Linked DNA regions of Sus scrofa: region 2 is linked to region 1. The links are chromatin contacts, called in public promoter capture Hi-C maps. All regions are on one chromosome and are shown on one strand. Each heading gives the region's core, a stretch centred on a gene start, on an enhancer-like site or on the middle of the called end of the contact. The rest is flanking DNA. Distances are from core to core; before and after follow the strand shown.

What was found. Promoter capture Hi-C pulls out the DNA fragments that hold promoters and counts their contacts.
Region 2: a promoter capture Hi-C map of fetal liver shows a contact between it and region 1, with 5 times the contacts expected there. The contact joins the promoter of LOC102157807 here to the promoter of BLOC1S5 in region 1. A contact is called at or near these places in 1 of 5 promoter capture datasets (fetal liver) and 1 of 2 datasets of contacts at active chromatin or transcription factors (alveolar macrophages).

The regions. Positions count from the first base shown.
Region 1 is chr7:5,361,007-5,365,869 of Sscrofa11.1, reverse strand. It overlaps BLOC1S5 (biogenesis of lysosomal organelles complex 1 subunit 5), which reads left to right and starts at 2,524. Exons shown (of 6, transcript NM_001098591.1): 1 at 2,524-2,550; 2 at 2,553-2,649. The coding sequence starts at 2,527.
Region 2 is chr7:7,357,054-7,361,916 of Sscrofa11.1, reverse strand. LOC102157807 (N-acetyllactosaminide beta-1,6-N-acetylglucosaminyl-transferase-like) reads right to left here and starts at 2,490. Exons shown (of 1, transcript XM_005665563.3): 1 at 188-2,490. The coding sequence starts at 1,114. The coding sequence ends at 188.

The sequences.
Region 1 (4,863 bases), core at 1,275-3,774:
CTGGCAGCTACAGCTCCGATTAGACCCTAGCCTGGGAAATTCCATATGCCGCGGGAGCAGCCCAAGAAATGGCAAAAAGACAAAAAAAAAAAAAAAAAAAAAAAAAAAAAGAATCCCAATGCAGTGGCTCAGGTTGCTGCAGAGGCCTGCGTTTGATCCCTGGCCCAGCACAGTGGGTTAAAGAATCTGGCATTGCTGCAGCTGGGGCTCGAATTCAGTCCCTGGCCAGGGAACTTCTATGTGCTGTGGGTGTGGATCATTTAAAAAATAATAATAAAATTTAAAAAATTTTTAAAAGGAGATAGAGGAAGTTACTGAAATCATAAAATTTATTGAGCATTTGATATGTGCCACACACTGGACGAAATATTTTACAGGTATTATTTTCTTTCTTTCTTTTTTTTTTTTTTTTTTTTTTTTTGTCTTTTTGCCTTTTCGGGGGCTGCACTTGTGGCATATGGAGGTTCCCAGGCTAGGGGTCTAATTGGAGCTATAGCTGCCCGCCTGCACCAGAGCCACAGCAATCCGAGCCACGTCTGCAACCCACACCACAGCTCACGGCAACGCCGGATCGTTAATCCACTGAGCAAGGCCAGGGATTGAACCCCCAACCCCATGGTTCCTAGTCGGATTCGTTAACCACTGCGCCACAACGGGAACTCCAGGTATTATCTTCTTTATCAGCTGTATAATATGGATGTTTTCGTGCCATTTTATAGAAAAGGAACTTCAGGCAAGTGTCACAGCCAGAATTGAACCCAATTCTGTCTGATCCCAAAGTCTGAACAACTGCACCTGCAGTTCTGTTATCATGAGTATCCTGACCAACTGGCAATTGGGAAAGTGAGGAAGCAGCTACTACCCCCGAACTACTGAAAGAGAGCTTTAGGAAGCAGAACCCAGACTGCATTTTTAACAACCATGATAATGTGAGGAAAGCAGTCTCGGTGTACTAGAGTGAGCCCTCCCAGGTTTGTCAGTAGTTCAAAGACACTCAGAAGACACGTTTAGAGAGAATTTAGTCTTGCAGGTGTAGGAGAAAATTTGAGTTAAGAAGTGCCTAGAAGTGGGGTGCATAATGAATCATTTTAAAATCCTTAAATTTTCTATAGGTTGTTGCCAAAGCGAGGGAGATGAAAAGTTAGAAGCTAGACCCAACAACTAGCTAAACCCAACAATTAACCAAGTTCACATAGTATTTATTAACGCGTGTATTTTATACCTCTTTGTTATTTCTTCTGCTGGAAAACTCCCAAGTTCTATCCCACCTCCACCTGGCTAACATTTCCTCATTCCAGGAGGGAGGACAAAACAGACCTCCTCTGGGAAGTCTTTCCTGGCCCCTCCTGCCCCCAGGTGTCCCATATTTGTGTTGCACCTTCCTCCATCCCATCATTTACAGGCCCTCGATTATAAATGTTGGTGACTGCAAGACCCTACAGGGTAAGAACTGCATGAAGAGAGGAGGGAGAAGGGCAGGGATTAAGAAATGATTCTTAGAACCACGGATAAGCCCAGGAGATAAAGGAGTCACTGCAGAGTTGTGCTGTCTGCCCTTTGAACAGGCGTGAAGACTTGTTGAGAATTCAAGATGAACTTCATGGAGCTTACCAAATAGCAGCGCTAGATACATGGCAACAGCGTAATTGTCTTTTCACAACTACGAATTAAAGCAGCCTAGCAAAACGGCCCCTTTCCTAATTACTTGCATTTTATCTTAGTCCATATAACAACTAGATGAGATTTTTATAATTACAAATGCCAAGAACATATATTTCTTTTTTTTTTTTTTTTAGGGCCACCTGCGGCATACGTAAATTCTCAGGCTAGAGGAGGAATCTGAGCTGCAGTTGCCGGCCTACACCACAGCCACGTGGGATCTGAGCCTACTGCGACCTACACCTTGGCTCACCCCGATGTAGATCTTTTAACCCCCTGAGCGAGGCCAGGGATGGAACCCCAATCCTCATAGATACTGTAGGGTTCTTAAACCGCTGATCCCCCACAGGAACTCCTTTTACTCCTCACATGGCAATGAATGAGTTTGAGAAGTGATTTGGGAGCATTAATCTCTAACCTCCTTTCTTCATTTGTTAGAAAGAAGTGCCAACACTGTTCCCCAAAGTGGCAATGAACACACGTCAACATCTATACAATACTGGTGGCACGTAATGATATAGGTAATATATTTATACCATTATTGTTAATATTATTCTGCGACTGGAGTCCTTCTCCTCAAACCTAACACAAATTCCAGCAGGTTTATGGAGGAATACGTTTAGCTCTCATTTCAGGCACCTTCCTATTCCTAGTCCCAGAGCATCTGCCCTAATCCAGCATGGCGGCACCGGCTTCTTCATGGTCGCGTCCCTAACTACACCACAGGTGCCTTCCCGGAACCGCCAGCTGGGTAGACTCAGCTTCCCCTACGCCCTTTGATGACGCTAAGAACTGCGCGCCAGGAAAGCCAGCCGCTCAGCTTTGCGCATGCGCAGCGTCACCCGCGGGTGGGCGGAGCTGGTCGGGATGAGTGGCGGAGGGACGGAGACCCCACGGGTTGTGAGGCCCCCTCGGGCGCCGGCGGCGGCGGCGGCAGGAAGAGGGACTCACTGGGGACCACAAGCTCGCCAGCGCACCTCATTATCAAGGGTACGAATCTCCCCGGTGGAACCCAGCGCAGCCTCACCTCCCAGGCGCGCCCCCTGATCTGGGCCCGAACTCCAGGTCGACCCCCTGCTCCCTGATGCACGAGCGTTTGTGGCGGGGGCGGGGTGGTGGGGGCGGGGGGCCTCTACCCCGGTCCACCTGTTTCCCCGCGCCGGGTGCTTCCCAGTAACAGCAAACCACCCCGCGCCTTGCTTCCTCTTAGAAGCCGCCCCGGGAACCGTCCGGCCCGCCCCTCCCACTTCCCCAACCCGGGGCCCCGCGCAGCGCCGGGTTGGACGAGGGCTCACAACCCACGCGTGATGCCCTGAGCTTGGGAGTTGGGAAGGGCTCGCGTTCCCAGGCAGGGCGGTTAGGAGGTGTGTGCCTTGGTTGTTGGCTTTACCCACGCCCTGACCCTGTCTGCTTCTGGATCGTGCGTGGAAGAAGTGAACGAGAGAATACGCAAGCGTCTTAAAACACGAAAGGCCTTACAAGTGTAACTTTGTCCCTTTGTCCGGTCTGCTTGGAGCTGGGAGAAGTTTATGACCTACTTACAGCCGGGATTCTCACGGAGCTGACTTAGTTTGATTCCCCAAGCTCTCAACCACTCTGTTTTGTGCCGTAGGAGCTTTGCCAGTTAGACATACACTTTCTCATCTTCATCCTCTCTTAACCCCCTGCTTGTCCCCGCATCCCCATCGTCCTGCGATGTTGAAGCCCTGGTGGATTCCAGAGTCCTTCAACACTGATCCAAGAATGACATCCTTAGGTTAACATGTTAACTGTATTTGTTAGAGTTGTGGAGACTTCAGGTTGTTTCTTTAATTAGTGTGGGCATGGTGCGTAGGTGTTAGGGGTAAGTTATAATTGTTTATATGTGCAATCTTAGTGAACTATTATTGTAAGAAGTTTTAAATGGTGGCAAAATGCATGTAATATGAAATTTATCTTTTTTTTTCTCTCTCTTTACAGCCGCATCTGCAGCATATGGAAGTTCCCGGGCTTGGAGTGGAATCCCAGCCACACCTGGGATCTATGCTACAGCCAGGAGAACCGGATCCAAGCGGCACCTGTGACCTATACTGCAGCTTGCGGCAATAGGGGGTCCTTAACCTACCGAGCCAGGCCAGGGCTCGCATCCCCCATCTTCACAGACATCCTTGGGTCCATAACCCCCTGAGCCTGAGCTGTAGTGGGAACCCCTGAAGTTTATCCTAACTCCCCCCCCCCTTTTTTTTTTTTTGTCTTTTGTCCTTTTTTAGGGCCGCACCGGTGGCATATGGAAGTTCCCAGGCTAGGGGTCTAATTGGAGCTGTAGTTGTTGGCCTACGCCACAGCCACAGCCACGAAAGATTGGAGCACAGCTCACGGCAATGCTGGATCTTTAACCCACTGAGCAAGGCCAGGGATTGAACCTGAAACCTCATGGTTCCTATCACCAACATCCATCTCCATAACTTTTTCATCTTACCAAACTGAAACTCTGTAGTCGTTAAACACTAACTTCCCAACCTGCCCTTCACCCCCAGCCCCTGGCAGTCACCTTTCTGCTTTCTGTCTCTGAATGTGACTACTTCAGGTACTTCATGTAAATGAAATCATGCATGTCCTTTGTTTTCAAAGCCTTATTTCACTGAGCATAATTACCTCAGGGTGCATTCCTGCATCAGAACTTCCCTTTTATTTATTTATTTTTTTTAATTTAATTTTTTTGGCTTCACCCAAAGCATGTGGAAGTTCCCCGCCAGGAATGGAATCCACTCCACAGCAGTGACAGCATGGGATCCTTAACCCAGTGACCCATCAGGGAACTCCAGAATTTCCTTTTCTTTTTAAGGCTGAAAATTAAATATTTCATTGTGTGTGTGTATATATACCACATTTTGTATATCCATTCATCCATGGACGGACACTTGGGTGCTTCCCACTTTTGGCTGTTGTGATGTAGGAATGTCTGGTAAGGTTCTTACATGCTGTATACCCACAACTGAGGTGCCGGATCAAACAATAAGTCCCTTTTTTAACTTTGAGCAGTCAGCACACAGTTTTCCATGTCAGCTGAATTGTTTTACATTCTTACAACAGTTCACAAGGTTTCCAATTTCTCCGCATCAAAAACAATACTTATTTTCTGTTTCTTAGGTAGTGACCATTCATAGGTGTGAGATAGTATCTTGCAGTTTTGCTTTGAATTTCCCCAAGGTTAGTGATGTTGAG
Region 2 (4,863 bases), core at 1,241-3,740, 2.0 Mb before region 1:
AACGGTACCCACTGACTCTTTTAGAAATATCGCCTTATCACCCAAGGAAACACGATTCTTTAGACGCTGAAAATTCAGAAAGGATTGGGGTGAAAACTCTCTATTTCAGTTTGCGTCTTCTCCTTCTAGTAAAGAGGAGCGCTCTCTTGAAAAGCCCTTGCACTTCATCCTCACGTGAAATGGGAAATCACATACCTGGAATCCTATTGAGGGTCACCCAGAAATGCTCATCCGGACTAAAGGTGTCTTTGGACCAGTGGAGCAAGTCCACAGCCCGAGGGTCCTGGAGAACAAAGGTGGCGAACTCTCTGGACAGAGCAACATAGGCAGAGCCAAAGTAAATGGTGAGATTGTGCGGAGGAGGCGGTTTCAGCGCCGTGGTTCTTATCACATAGGAAAGCTCTTTGCCCAGGTGCTCCCGGTGGACGTATCTCGTCCGTCCAATGGCGTGAGCGGGGGGCAGCACCCCCGGGGTGATGTTTTTCCCTTTAAGCCCTTTCAGATACTGAACGATCTCCCTGTTGGTTTTCAGGGGGAAGTCCTGCCCGCAGGTGTTGATGGCGTATTTCCACGGGACCGCCGAGGCCGCCAGATCCTTGATGCAGTTGAGGTCCGCCTGGAGCCTGGAAATCCCGCCGTAGACCACGGGCTCCGTCTTGGAAGCCAGGAAGGCATTCGGGAAGCAGCTCAGGAGGTGCTCCACTGCATCTTTGAATTCAGTGGTGGCTTTCTCATCCACGTGGACACAGTAGACGTTCTGAGGCATGTACACAGCTCTGAAGAGCCTTGCGAAGGTATCGAAATTGTGATGAATGACCATGATGTAGGCCAAGGGGAAGTCAGCTTCTTCTTTAGATAAAGGCACCGTGATATAGTGGCTTTGGGTCAGGTATTCCTTGCAAGAAGACTTCTCATAGATCGTTAGTCTGTCTCTCCAGAGGAAAGGTGTTTTGCCTTTGATGGAGGATGTGCAAACTTGACTCAGCATCAGAGGGTCTGAGTTATTTAGCCTCTGGAAGCTTTGCTCTCCCCCAAAATGAAACGCATAGAACACGATAAAAATGATTACACAAGAGACAGAAGCTATAAAGAGGAAACGCATCAATGAAGTCATGCCTCCAAGAGGAGTAAGATTTCAAAGACTGTCAGAATCTGCAAGTCCTTTCCCAAACTTACTTTTTTCTCTGAGTTCTTATTTTGGTACATACTCCAGCAATTCCTGCGCTGAAGGAAACGCGGTGATCGGATTCGGTGTCATCCCCCGGAGTCCAGCAGCTGGCTTTCTCCCCATGTTGATATTAGCAACTGATCCCGCCTCGTCGTCCTCTGCCTCTCAAACCGCCTTTGTCTAAATCCCAATAGCAGGTTGCTTAAGCCCAGCCTTTTCCCTCCCTCCAGCTCCAGCTCGCAGGGGCTGGCTGTTCCACTAAAACTCTGGTAATTCCTTTTTCCCTCGCAGATTTAGTTTCTCCGATCCCTTTTCTCTCATTTCCCAAGGTTCCCCCCCCCCCCCCCGTTACTGTCATTCAGGGAATAAGTACAGTAAAGCAAAGTTGAAATGATGTGTTCTGGCAGGCGTGCCATTTCCGGCTAGTCATCCGACAGGCTGCGGTGCTCCCCGCCCCCCCCAACCCCGGCTGGTTGCTCCTGGCAAAGAGCCACAGCCGGGTCCCCCGACTCTTCCAGAACACTCCACAGGGCACCGGTAGCCTCCCTTCTCAAATACGCCCTTTGGATGAGAAAAGTGATGGAGGTGACAAGATAGAAAACAAAACCTCACCCATCGGGCTCTTTTGTGATGCTTCTGAGCCCCGCCCTACTCTTTTCTAAAGCCGGAGCTTACGGGAGTTCCAGTCCTAGGGGATCTGAAATTGCAGGGCTCCTGGTCTTGTGACTTAGAGATGAGGTGACAGCCCCTCTCCTTCCACCTCTAGCGTCCGCCATGGTGCCTGTCATAAGATGGACACGGAGCAGGACTCAGTGGGGTCCTGGTAGAAATCCTTTCAGTGTTCCCCATTTTTTCCTAGAAGGAAAAAGGCTTCATCCAACCCCCTTGACCTCCCCTGAGTTCCAAAGGGCAGATGCACACAGCTGCTAATCAGGGAAGGGAGGGAACGTAGAAACAAAGGGGGGGGGCAGTTAAGAAATAATCTCAGAGCCTTGGGGCAGGGTTCTGGTTCCTCCTCAGGAAATATACATGACAATATTTCTGAGTTCTTCTGCTGGAACTCAAGCCCCCACCCAGGCGGAGGATGGCAACTTCCCACTAAGCGCCTGATTCGTGGAGCAACGCCCTGTTCCCCCCCACCAGCCAATCACACACCCTGCAGCCCCTCGCCCCAAATTCTGCCTATAAAAAACGTCTCCCGGAGTTCCCATCGTGGCGCAGTGATTAACGAATCCGACTAGGAACCATGAGGTTGCGGGTTCGGTCCCTGACCTTGCTCAGTGGGTTAACGATCCGGCGTTGCCATGAGCTGTGGTGTAGGTTGCAGATGCGGCTTGGATCCCGCGTTGCTGTGGCTCTGGCGTAGGCCGGCGGCTACAGCTCCGATTCGACCCCTAGCCTGGGAACCTCCATATGCCGCGGATGCGGCCCTAGAAATAGCAAAAAAAAAAAAAAAAAAAAAAAAAGGTCTCCCCCAAACCTTCCCGGAGTTTGAGGCTTTTGAGCACAAACCGCCTGTCCTCCTTGTGCAGAAACTGCTGCATTTTTCTTCACCACAACCCGGTGTCAGTAGATGGACTCTTCTGAGCAGGGGTGAGTGGACCCCACTTTGGTTCCATCACAGGATGGCCGAGTCACAGGAGCGAATCCTGACCTCCATCCCCCAATTTAGCTGAGACCTTGAAACCTCACTGGGAAGCACATGAATCCTGGCACAGATGATATTCAGATCTGGGGAGCTAAAGGGCATTCAGGTTGTCACCACTCAGAGAACACACTCAGAGAAGTGTTTATACCTGCCCGTCAAGCTTATTGAGCCAAGTGGGAAAGGAATGTTGTTTTTCCCTGTTGGTAAATTGCAGTGTTTTAGCTGAAGCGCATCAGGCTCTTTAACTTAGAATGCTCTTATTTTCAATCTTTCTTTCTTAACACCTGCTCTCTTTTTAAAATGTAGAGCAACATGTTTTACTTTTAAAATCGTCCATCCTTCCTTCCGGGGCCAGGGGTTGAACTGGAGCCACAGCTGCTGGCCTAGGTCCCAGCAACACCGAATCCAAGCCACATCCATGACCTACACTGTAGCTTGCAGCAATGCTGGATCCTTAACCCACTGAAGGAGGCCAGGGATCGAACCCACCTCCTCACGGACACTACATTGGGTTCTTTCCTGGCTGAGCCACAGTGGGAACTTGCATGTTTTATTTACAAATGACTTCTAAAACACCAGTGCAATGACTGCATGCCTTCTCTTCTCCCCTCACCTGTCAAATGTAACCCCTCTGAGCTCCCATCCTGTAGAGGAGAGACTGAGCATCCCCCCCCCCAACACCCCAGGAAGAAAAAAATGGCCTTAAATGCTCTTCCTCTCCTCCCTTTGGAGAAACCTCTACCCTGCTAGTAATGAAATTCCTAGAACAATATTCCTTCGCTTTCCCCAGAGTTAGAACACCAGTGCCATGGCCCCCTGATTCAAGGCATCCATCTATATTCTGCCTGAACAACACACCACCTCTTTTTTTTTTTTTTTTTGTCCTTTTGCCTTTTCTAGGGCTGCACCTGCGGCATGTGGAGGTTCCCAGGCTAGGGGTCTAATCGGAGCTGTAGCCACTGGCCTATGCCAGAGCCACAGCAACACCAGATCTGAGCCGCATTTTTGACCTACACCACAACTCTCGGCAACGCCAGATCCCTAACCCACTGAGCGAGGCCAGGGATTGAACCTGCAACCTCTTGGTTCCTAGTCAGATTCGTTAACCACTGCACCATGACGGGAACTCCCAACACACCACCTCTTGAACCACAGATGAGTTTCTTTCTAACGTTCATTGCTTCCATTATTCATGTTTCCAGCTTGGACATTATTTTTCCCTCTCCTTTGAGAAATCCTCCTCCTTCTGTAAGATGCACCACAAGTCAACTCTCTATAGAACCCACCATTGTATTCTTAAAGTGGAAACAGAAAATGGAGCAGATCAGTCCAACTTTTAGTGTGCCTAGGGAGCAAAGAGGGTGACTTAACATCCATGATAATGCAAAAATCAATCCGAAGCTTCGTTTTTCTTCCAAACAATACCTTCAAATATTAGGTTATTGCATATCCTGTTTGAACACCACAGAAGGTAATTTCAGTATCTAGTTTGGCAAAGCCTTCTGGCTTGGAACGAAGATTAAAATATTCTAAATATCTGCAGTTTGACAGTGTGTTCAGATACATGACTTAATTCGGCCAACAGAGCCTGTTTACATTATTATACCCAACTGGCCAACGACGAAGGAGTTCAAATTTATACAGGCTTAGGGGACAGACATTAATAATGTCACTATATTGAGAAATATAGACATTCGCCAACTTAGGATCTTTCATCATCCTTTTTTGGTATTCGTTCTGTTGCTTAAAACAGCATGGTTTGGAAATAGAGCTGTTTTTCCTGTCTGCCCTTTTCGCTGTCCTTGGGTATTAACAAATCCTTATAGGAGAATTAAAAAAAAAAAAAACAAAGGAAAAAATTTTGTAACAGGGGAAAGCTGGTACTTGCTCCCTTTCCTTCCTATTAGGCCATGAGACCTGTTTATCCAGAAGAGACATCAGGCCCTTCTTTTTTTTTTCTTCCTCCTGCTGAGACTAAACAGCTCAGCCATCTCTCGCTGCCTGTGATTACAGGCGAGGATACGATTGACAAGTGCAGGCCTTGCAA